Regions from separate parts of the Hordeum vulgare genome. Here region 2 is linked to region 1. The links are chromatin contacts, called in public Hi-C maps. All regions are on one chromosome and are shown on one strand. The core of a region is the stretch at or near the end of the contact, and the rest is flanking DNA. Distances in the headings are between cores, read along the strand shown. Region 1 holds the start of LOC123402660 (beta-1,4-mannosyl-glycoprotein 4-beta-N-acetylglucosaminyltransferase-like). Region 2 holds the start of LOC123401283 (cyclin-dependent kinase A-2).

What was found. A called contact is a pair of places that touch in the nucleus more often than the background predicts.
Region 2: a Hi-C map of seedling shows a contact between it and region 1, with 2.4 times the contacts expected there. The contact joins the promoter of LOC123401283 here to the promoter of LOC123402660 in region 1. A contact is called at or near these places in 1 of 6 Hi-C or Micro-C datasets (seedling) and 1 of 1 datasets of contacts at active chromatin or transcription factors (embryo).

Annotation. Positions count from the first base shown.
Region 1 is chr6H:28,566,949-28,572,793 of MorexV3_pseudomolecules_assembly, forward strand. It overlaps LOC123402660 (beta-1,4-mannosyl-glycoprotein 4-beta-N-acetylglucosaminyltransferase-like), which reads left to right and starts at 3,911. Exons shown (of 2, transcript XM_045096595.1): 1 at 3,911-3,997; 2 at 4,486-5,845. The coding sequence starts at 4,652. The coding sequence ends at 5,806.
Region 2 is chr6H:28,758,000-28,763,547 of MorexV3_pseudomolecules_assembly, forward strand. LOC123401283 (cyclin-dependent kinase A-2) reads left to right here and starts at 2,692. Exons shown (of 8, transcript XM_045095055.1): 1 at 2,692-2,735; 2 at 2,828-3,012; 3 at 3,149-3,266; 4 at 3,408-3,581; 5 at 4,355-4,518; 6 at 4,617-4,704; 7 at 4,904-4,957. The coding sequence starts at 2,727.

The sequences.
Region 1 (5,845 bases), core at 2,661-5,160:
ATACCTAGTGAACTAATGATTGTTCATTCCTGAAGGCAGTCACTGTAGGCGGTTTTGTTAAATCTTATACTGCTAATCATCGTTATGCTTTGAGTTATTGTAGTTTTTTGGCCAATTATTCTAGTCTCAGGTTGTTTTGTTAAACATTTTCTCAGCACGTCACTCGTTGTCCGCTAAACTTGCACTTATATGTAATTGGCATTAGCCACTTATATAATTTGGTCGGTCCAACATACATTGGCCGTGCTTTAAGTGAAGTTAAGTTCTTCAATTTTGGCCGCGAGTAGCACTTCATAATCAGCGTGACTAGATTCGTCACATAAACTGCTTCGTCGCTAATAAGACCATTTTACTTTTACTAGTAGCATATTATCTTTGGCGTAGTGCTGAAATTATTGCTTTATGCTGCGAAGAGTACAAAAAGGCAGTCATTTTGGATCAAAGGAAATTTCAGTTCATAAGATGAGATGCATGATCCATTGCTTGAAGCTTGTATAGCATGAACTTTGATGAACTTCACTTTGCTAGTGTCTAGCTGGCTCTTACATTTCTAATAAGTATGCCTATGATCTACTTCCTCTGTACTAAATATTTATTGTTGGAAAGAACTAGACTAATTCTCTCCAACAACAATTATTTAGGTACAGAGGGAGTAGAAACCAAAAGCCCAGTAGCAAACCTCCACTATGTGGCCAGCTCAGGGACGTGGAAGGCCAACCCAATAGCAGTTTCCTTCAGCTGAGCCCACTCGGCCTTCCCAACTATCTGTTCATGTTAGGTTGATGAGCTCAAACACGATTAGCAAAGTGTAGCAACCTGTGCCGCCTCCCACCTTCATGTACCACCGCGACAGCCTGAAGAAGTAGTAACGTCAGTTGGGCTTCCTCCAAATCATGGAGAGCACAAACATATTCGAGTGGGAAAGGTTGCGCCAAATCCGCCTTTGTCCTCCATCGACGGCGGGTTGAGAAAGCAGCCGACATCCACCAGGCACGGCTTAGTTATGCCGGTGAAGAGCAGCCGAGCAGGATAACGACATCTCGCCAGAAGCAAAACACGACCTAGACCTAGCGGTACTAATACTACTATGAATGAACAGGGAAAGGGGGGCAGCCATCGAACCCATGACGACTCTCAAAGTGGATGGAAGAACGAGACGAGAAAAGTTGAAAAAAGGACCACGGACGTTTAAGAGACTGAATTTGCTATGTCCACGATATAGATGGAGTAAGGCCCGACAAGGAAGGAATGAGAAGGAATGATGATTAAAAAAGAAGCCGGGTTGATTTTGTCTCGTCTTTCCCACAAAATATAAAGGGCAGTACGGGACGTCGGAGCCCTGGCCCGAAAACTCGCGCCGGTCGCAGCGCAGCCGTTAAATTGGAGATCCCTTAACTGTTAGATCTCCTCTTTCGTCCTCAACCTCGAGCCAACGAACGCGAGCACATCGCTGGCCATCCTCGTCCAACGCGCAGCGGCGCTCCCCACCCCTCCCCTCTCCCCTATGCCCCCGACGGTCGAGGGATCCTTCTCCTGTCGTCCCCTCTTGTTGGACGTCCTCGCCGCCGGTCGCCGTCCTTGCAGAGCCAACAAACGCGAGCACTTGCCGGCCATCCTTGTCCAAAAAAACCGCACCCCCCCCGGCTGTCGAGGGGTCCTTCTTCCGTCGCCCCATCTCACCATCGTTTTCAAGCTCGTTGTTTGTAACAGAGGCTGCCGGCAGGCAAAACTTTTTCCTTGAAGCTGGTTGAAACTTTTCGCACATAGGCTTTCTCTAGAATGGTTGCAATTTTTCTAATTGTGCAGTGTATGGTTGTAGCTTTCTCTCTCAATGGTTGAAGCTTTTTTCATCTACGGTCGAACCTTTTCTATCAAGGGTTGCAACTATTATTTTTTAGCAGCGCTCGGTTAATGCGCTCTCTATCGTTTCTGTTGCGGCTTTTTTCATCAACGAATGTAGCATTCTATGTCAACGGTTGTAGCATTTCGACATGGCAATGACCGCTTGGAGCTTTTTATATGTCTGGTTGTAACTTTTTTCATCAACGGTTGTAGCATTTTATGTCAACGGTTGTAGCATTCCGTCATGGCAATGACCGCTTGCAGCTTTTTATATGCCTGGTTGAAGCTTTTTCATCTGGGTTTGAAGCTTTTTCCAATAACTGTTGAAGCAATTTTGGATGACGTTTGCAACAGTTGTATAGGCGCGGCAGGACGAGGGACAGAGGCTGGATCCGACGATGCGGGTGGCCGACGGGGACGGGAACTAGCGATGTGGGCAGCCGACGGAGGCAGGGACAGACGATATCAGCGGCAGCAACGCAGGGGCGCGCAGATGATGGGCCCCTCAGCCATGCACCTCACCACGTGCGAGAATCGTTCCGTCAGTGGATGAGAGGAGATCGCACAGGTCACATGCGTCTGGCCGAACGTTCGTCCGACGTTGCAACACTGCCAAGCGGCCTCAAAGTGACGCCCGCGTATCACCCTCGCAGCATCGTCATCTGGGCATACAGTTCGTCAGCACGCGACAGCCAATACCGTAGCTGGTCTTTGAAGCAGCTCTTATCGCTATAGCGGGCCGCTATCATTTCATTTCCTAATTGCAAGGGTTGCCCAAGACGCTTGTAGTTTTAGTGGGGCACTGGCGCCCGGCAGACCGGCCGCTGTATCTTGCCGGCGTCGCCGCGTGGTGGCGAAAGCTGGCTGCAGGGCGGCAACATCAGGCAACATCGGCCTGATGTTGCCGCATCCACTCCTCCACTCCGGCCCTCTGCCGCGGACAACACCAGGCAACATCGGCGCCCTGTAGTGCCTCAGTGAGCCGGCGGGCAGCTGCCCTCGCTGGATCTCGATTTTGCTAGTGCGCACCTAGTCAATTTCTCCCCTCTGAACGTCCTATCCTAGCAAGCTAGCTTAGAGGGTGCTTGGATCCAAGAGACTTATTTAGTCTGACTAAAAATAATATCTTTAAGGGCTCCTTTGGTACAAAGGAATTTCATTGGATTTTTAAAGGATTTAGATCCTTGGGATTTTTTCCTACGATGATCGTTTGATTTGTAGGATTGAAATCCTTTGGAATTTTTCCATAGGATTCGTTTATACTACATTTTGAAGGAAAATTTCCATACACTCAAACCTCTTTATAGAATTTCTTTGTTTTTCCTGTGCTATCAAACACACTTTCAAATCTTGTAGTGTAGAAAAGGACATGTCACTCTATTCCTACGTTTTTCCTATTCCTGCATTTTGAGAATCCTACAAATCAAAGAGGCCCTAAGAGGCTAAAGTTCCAAACACCCCTGACTAAAGAGGGGCTAAAACTAGTCTTGAGGCTAAAAATATTTAGTTAGGGGTACCCCTATTAAAATGTGGTTAAAACTAGTGTGACTAAAAATATCCGACGTCATTTATTCGTATGATTTTGTATTTTTATGTTTCTTTATTACAGCTGCGTCCCTTCAGAGATTTCTTTCAAGCTCCGCATGATTATATTAAACGAGCGGCTGTGCGGATAAGCCGGATGATTTGTAGCACGGGCCAATAAAATGAATTTGTGTCATCCGCGGGGCCAACGAGCAGCAGAAATGACCCGTCCTTGTTTCTTTTCTTGTCCGACGGCCCGGCCGGCTGGTTTGCACTCCACGTGGGAGGCTGGGGCCCAAAGCCCAACACGTGAGAGTGCATGCATAGGAAGGAGTAAATGGCGTGTGCTCATGGTGTGCTGGCCGGGCACGTCGAAGCGAGCTTGGAATTTTGCGTCAAGGACGAGGAAGGGATGGGTAGAAAAGTATACTGATAAAACAGGCGCCGGGCCAGGAGATCAAGTCAGGGCATTTCAGTCGGTTCAAACGTGGAGCTGACGGCCAAGGCGTGGAGCTGAGTACCATTCTACTCCTATAATTTATCTTCTTCGTCTTCCTCACGGCCGGCCGACGGCGGTCCGGTCCTCCGTTGGCGTTGGGGGATCCCTCCTCCCTTCTTTCTTCCGCATCAGGTACTACTTATTTCTTCTGAGTTTCGGCTCCGGTGCCTCCTCTGGCGCTCCCTCTGTACCTAAATACTTCTCCGTAAGGTTTTGCGGCCGGCCATCTGAATGATAGACAGGTGATGCTCTTCTTTGGTTTATCTCCGCAAGTTCTTACCGGCTCAGTTTTCCTTTAGCTTTCAGATTTCTTGCATGTAGTATGTACAAATCTGCTTCTTGTCTTACTTCACGCCTCTATGGTCTTTGCTTCTTGCAGCTCATCAGAACCTGAACTGAAAAAATCTACTTCTTGCAGCTCATCACAACCTAGTGTGTGTGTGTGTGTGTTACCTTTTTTCTGAATCTGTTCTTTTGTAAAGCTGTCTTCCCAAATTGAAAAATTCTTACCTATGCATATGCGCTTTCCATTTCTGTCCAACAGGCTAAAGCTGCATGGCAGCCCTTCTTAATTGTACCACTTTATTGCTCATTCTCTGATATCTTCTTGCATCATGCAGGATTGCAGGTTAATTACACAAACAGGCTCAGATTATTTCAGCGGAGTAATAAATAAAAGACTAAAAGACATTGGCTGCTTCACTGGATACGACGACTCTCACATGCTACTGAAATAAGAAGCTTAATTTCATCTCCTTTTGTGTGTATCTGTGTCATCAACTCATCATGATGGCCGGAAGCTCCGAGTATCGGCCTTTCAACTTGGCAGCAAGAGTAGGAAAGAGACGGCTCATACCTTTCAATTTCAAGTTGAAGTCGGCGGTACCCGCCATTGCTCTGTTTCTCACGGCCGTGGCCATCCTTGCCGGAATAACCCAGCACCACCGGAGCATCACCTACTTCCTGCGCCCGCTGTGGGACACGCCGCCCAAGCCCTTCACCGTCATCCCGCATTACTACGCCCCCAACACCTCCATGGCCGAGCTGTGTGAGCTCCACGGCTGGCGCGCCCGCGCCTCCCCTCGCCGCGTCTTCGACGCCGTCCTCTTCAACAACGAGCTGGACATCCTGGAGATCCGCTACCGCGAGCTGCTCCCCTACGTCCACAAGCTGGTCATCCTGGAGGCCAACGCCACCTTCACCGGCATCCCCAAGCCGCTCTCCTTCTCCGAGAACCTCGAGCGCTTCGCCTTCGCCAGGTCCAAGATCGTCTACGACAGGCTCCCCGTCGCCACGGCCACGGCGGGGTCTCAGGGGTCTCGTCGTCGGGAGGAGCCGTTCGACGTGGAGGCCAGGCACCGGCGGGCGCTGAACGCGCTGCTGCGGCGGTCGGGCATCGCGGCCGGGGACGTGGTGATCATGGCGGACGCGGACGAGATCCCGAGCCCGGAGACGGTGCAGCTGCTGCGGTGGTGCGACGGGGTGCCGGCGGTGATGCACCTGCAGCTGGAGAACTACGTCTACTCCTTCGAGTTCCCCGTGGACCGCGGCAGCTGGAGGGCGACGGCGCACATATTCAGCGAGCGCACGGCGTACCAGCACTCCCGGCAGAGCGACGTGATCCTGGCGGACGCCGGGTGGCACTGCAGCTTCTGCTTCAGGGAGATCGCCGAGTTCGCGTTCAAGATGAAGGCGTACAGCCACGCGGACCGGGTGCGGCGGGAGAGCTTCCTGGACCCGGCGAGGATCCAGCGGGTGGTCTGCGGCGGGGAGGACCTGTTCGACATGCTCCCCGAGGAGTACACCTTCAGGGATCTCTTCAAGAAGATGGGGCCAATACCCAGGTCGGCGTCGGCCGTGCACCTGCCTTCCTATCTGATCAAGAACGCGCACAGGTTCAGGTTCTTGCTTCCCGGTGGATGCTTGAGAAGACCAGCTTAAAACGATCACAATATAACTGTTTATTTGTGAGTTTGTCAC
Region 2 (5,548 bases), core at 1,442-3,941, 190 kb after region 1:
CGATATTTTATAATACATCACATATGAACAATGGACTTCAAAAATCCTAGAATAGCAGTAGGAGAAAATAATGGGGAAACACGAACCTGCACTGGATGTGCCAGACATGACCACGCGAGGTGGAGCCTGCGCCTCAGTCCTGCTGATAGTGGCGAGTTCAAGCGGCTGCATCCCACAACCTTCGAGCCACTGCAAACACGCTCGATTTTTCCGGGCCTCCTCCTCCAGATCTCGGATGGCAGCTGAACACCGCGAAGAGATGAACCTCCTGGAGAGAGAGAGAGAGATATGGTGGAAGGAAGGACGGGAGGAGGACCGGGACAATGTCCGATGGAAGTCATTGGTGGGCATCGACTTCCTAGCCGAGCCATCTTCCATGCCGGCTCCAACCCTAGGTATGTCGTCGCCTGGTCGTGAGAGAGAATAGAGGTCGGGAGAAGGAGTCGATTTGATTATGTCGATCAAAGACGAACGACAGGCTCTCGCCTCCCGCGATTGGGGTAGAGGTTAATGGGCCGACAAAGGCCTGATGAACCACAAATCGCGGATTTTTCTTCGGGAGTAGCAGCCCCTTAGGACAGAGCATCTAACGGCCAGAAAGGACCCTAATGTGAGATCTAACGGCCAAAAATCATGAGGGCATAAGATTACTCTGTCGATCAAAGACGAACGACAGGCTCTCGCCTCCCGCGATTGGGGTAGAGGTTAATGGGCCGACAAAGGCCTGATGAACCACAAATCCCGGATTTTCTTCGGGAGTAGCAGCCCCTTAGGACAGGGCATCTAACGGCCAGAAACGACCCTAATGTGAGATCTAACGGCAAGAAATCATGAGGGCGTAAGATTTCTCTGTCGATCAAAGACGAACGACAGGCTCTCGCCTCCCGCGATTGGGGTAGAGGTTAATGGGCCGACAAAGGCCTGATGAACCACAAATCCCGGATTTTCTTCGGGAGTAGCAGCCCCTTAGGACAGGGCATCTAACGGCCAGAAATGACCCTAATGTGAGATCTAACGGCAAGAAATCATGACGGCGTAAGATTTCTCTGTCGATCAAAGACGAACGACAAGCTCTCGCCTCCCGCGATTGGGGTAGAGGTTAATGGGCCGACAAAGGCCTGATGAACCACAAATCGCGGATTTTTCTTCGGGAGTAGCAGCCCCTTAGGACAGAGCATCTAACGGCCAGAAATGACCCTAATGTGAGATCTAACGGCGAGAGATCATGAGGGTGTAAGATTGCTCGGTTTAGGCTCAGTTTTACTGTCCTAGACCCTAATGTGAGATCTAACGACCAGAAATCATGAGGGCGTAAGATTGCTGTGTCGATCAAAGACGAACGACAGGGGTAGAGGTTAATGGGCCGACAAAGGTCTGATGAACCACAAATCGCGGATTTTTCTTCGGGAGTAGCAGCCCCTTAGGACAAAGCATCTAACGGCCAGAAAGACCCTAATGTGAGATCTAACGGCCAGAAATCATGAGGGCGTAAGATTGCTCGGTTTAGGCTCAGTTTTACTGTCCTAAATGGTAACCGGGAATTCTTCGTGCATGTACCCTTTAGGACCAGCGCAATAGAGCCACGGTCGTCGCGTTGAACCCTTGCGCAATATGGTGGTGTAAACTTGATCATCCTCCGGGTTGGGTTAGGTTTGGACCGTGCTTGACAAAGTCCGGTGTCAAAATTCCAAGCCCGAGCCCGGAGCACATGAACAATGCCTTTTTATTAAAATAATTATATTTAACTTATAAAATAAAATAAAGTAATATACCTATATTTTGAATAAAGTATATATTTAATGCCATTTCGGGCTTTTGGGCGAGAAATTAGAGCCCGAATCCGGCCCGGATGCTGGCTTGGTGCCGGCTAGTCCATGCACATGTTTATGGTGGTGTTGGTCACATGAAAGATAAGCGAGTTGCAACCAGAGAGGCAAAAACGAACCCTACAATGCTTCTAGGTTGAAATTTGCGACGATTCAGTCAGGTGTTATAAGGCCTGCTAGAAAGCCCAATGAATTTACAACACAGTAACATATAGTTGACCATTAGGTTTTACGTAGCATAAAACATATTTTTCGTAAAGTTTTCATGCTAACTTGGTTTTCGTCGAAAACTATGACGTAACCAAACATGTCCGCCACATGAAAAATGACCTGAAAGGCTAAATATAGATGAACGGAAATAAATTGCTACACAACAAAGATCTCCACAATCTTTCATTCAGCGCAATCAATAGGCATCGAGCGCAATGATGGATTCGAAAAACACCCAAGATCTATCCGTGCAGGGGGGAGAAGGTTCGGTCCAGACGTCCCATGGGTTTTCTACGGAAGAATTTTTACCACAAACTGTCATCATCATCATCGTCAACAAACCAACGTGTTCATACAACCCCAATGAACTTGCCAGCAAACAATCACCAGAAAACCAAATTTGAAAAACCCAGAATTCATTCTGCGCATGGGCGGCCCATGACGTTCTGACCTGGCACTGGCAGGCCGGCCGGCCACCACGGCATCACGACGGAACGCGCGAGCGGTTTAATTTCTGATGACAGCGACGAGACGACGCCACGCACCACCACAAACCCCAACCCCAACCCCCAAGTCCACCACCACACACTGCCCTCCCCTCTCCCCCCCACCCCCACCCCACCCCACCCGCCGCCGCCGCCGCCGCCGCCGCCGCCGCCGATCCGCCTGCGCCGCACGGATCGCCGCGCCATGGACCAGGTGAGCCCGCGCGGCCCGTCCGATCGCCGCGCCGCCCGCTCTCACCCCCTCTCTCCGCCCGTAATGTCGGCATGTGTGTGTGTTGGGCGCAGTACGAGAAGGTGGAGAAGATCGGGGAGGGAACGTACGGGGTGGTGTACAAGGCCAAGGACCGCTACACCAACGAGACGATCGCCCTCAAGAAGATCCGGCTGGAGCAGGAGGACGAGGGCGTCCCCTCCACCGCCATCCGCGAGATCTCCCTCCTCAAGGAGATGCAGCACCGTAACATCGTCAGGTAACCCCTCCCCCGTCCCGTCTCTCCTCTCCGGCGGCAGGGTCTGGGCTGGATTCGGCCGCCGCCGCCGCCGCCGCGGAACGGATCATGGATCATGGATGGACCGGCTGGCTGGCTGACTGCTGCTGCCGTGCAGGCTGCAGGACGTGGTGCACAACGAGAAGTGCATATACCTCGTCTTCGAGTACCTCGACCTCGACCTCAAGAAGCACATGGACTCCTCCCCGGACTTCAAGAACCACCACATAGTCAAGGTCACAGCCGCCACCCCCCCTTTGATTTCGTTTACTACTTAGATTGCCGACTGTCGGTTACTGCTTACTGACAGTAGCTCTATTTGGCTGCGATCGCGTGGAAACGTGAAATGTGATGCTGTTTTTGTGCTCTGCCTGCAGTCCTTCCTCTACCAGATCCTGCGCGGCATCGCCTACTGCCACTCGCACCGCGTGCTTCACAGGGATCTCAAGCCCCAGAACCTGCTCATAGATCGCCGCACCAATTCGTTGAAGCTTGCTGACTTCGGATTGGCCAGGGCGTTCGGCATTCCTGTCAGGACATTCACTCATGAGGTACTTTTTGTGTTTTGCAGCCCGACGTTTCGTCGGTCTACTACATTCTGATTTATGGCGCATTTGCATTGGAGATGACAGTTGGAAAATTGTCCTGCCATGCTTTTATCAGGGGCACAATGCACTTAATTTTAAGCAGTTCCACTGGTACCTAGCAACCCCTTCTTCTTCATTTCAAGTCTGGAATGCATTTTGTACTTGAAATCAGTAGACCACATGTGCACATTTTTGCTGGTGTACTACTATCTGTCCTATTTGACTATCGGAGAGTGCATGTCTTCATCGAAAGAGATAACCATATACTATTGTTGCAAACTGAGGTTGGTGTCCTATTAGTGTTCACTGTTGTTTTGTACATCTTGAGACTGTTCGGCTATCTCCTTCCTCTTTAGCCTTTACCAAGTGTTTCCATAATCAACGGTAGATGATTTTGCTAGTCTCTTGTCGTAGTGTTACCTTGCCAATTTGTCTTTACTCTCCTGTAGGATGGATCACGTAACAAAAAGGCAAGAGAAACTAGGAATGTTATAGAACAATTGCTACATTTCCTGAACATACTATGGTTGTTACTATGGGCAAAAGAGAAGGAAATGTGAAGCTTCTGTTGTAGGAAAAAAATATATTCAAACTGTAGGCAAGCATAGCAAGCCTAATTTAGTTGGAGCTGGTATTCATATGATGATAATATTAACGAGCTGTTCTCATGTTACAACTTAGATCCTGCCCTTTTGCATTTGTTTTGATTTTTAATCTAAACAGAATGTTGTTTATAGGTGGTAACATTATGGTACAGAGCGCCAGAAATTCTTCTGGGTGCAAGGCAATATTCTACCCCTGTTGATGTGTGGTCGGTTGGTTGCATTTTTGCTGAAATGGTGAATCAGAAACCTTTATTTCCTGGTGATTCTGAGATTGATGAACTCTTCAAGATTTTCAGGTCTTTATCTTATCAACTTTGGTTGGTCTTGCTTTAAGCTCTTTCATGCATGTGAAGAAACAGCTAATCTTGGTTGCCAAATATTCTCTTTCATGCAGAATTATGGGCACTCCTAATGAAGAAACCTGGCCAGGTGTTTCTTCGTTACCTGACTACAAATCAGCTTTCCCCAAGTGGCCGTCCGTGGTAAGACATAAATGTTCTCTCATTGTTCTTGTGAAAAGGGGTTAAAATATGAAGTTGCCGTTAGGGGTCAGACCTTTTAGTTTCTCCTTGCTATGGAATTACTTGTGCACTGTTATTGTGCAAGTGTGTGGTGATTATACAACATTATACTGATTGTTACTATGGGATTTTGGTTCTAACCTGAGGGAGTTTGCTGCAGGATCTCGCAACTGTGGTTCCAACACTCGAACCTTTGGGACTTGATCTTCTCTCTGTAAGTTTCACAATCAAATGTTATTTGTTTCCATAATGTGTCATGGACTGTGCATTTGTGCTTATTATCTTGCTATTCGCATTCACTTTGGTTAGTGTGTGGATACATGGTGCTTCCTTTGTGAGGGGTTTGCAGTGCCTTGTTTTTATTGCATTTTCAATAATCTAAGCTGAACAATGTAAATTCCGCCTCTATTGCTGTGATCTTGTCTGTGCTTATTTGTATCCCTGTTGTCGCAGTCGTGAGACTATGTAGCAGCATTCTAAGTTGTACTTCTCACATGAATTCGGACAGACATGCCCAAAAAATAATAATCTTAGTCTAGTACAAACTGAAGTTGCCATGTTAAAAAGACATTTATAGATTGTAGGTGCATACGCTACCAGAATGTCACTTTGGATGCACATTGCTAATTTATCTAGGATGCTAAGCATTGGAACCCTTCTGAGTAGATATTGCAGTCGGTCCATTCCCATCATGGCTCTTGCATGATCTGTATTGCTGCATATGCAGTCATGAATTATGTACATCTGTGCTTCCTTTGATGTGATTATGTCACGAGCATATTTACCACATAACACCATTGATGAT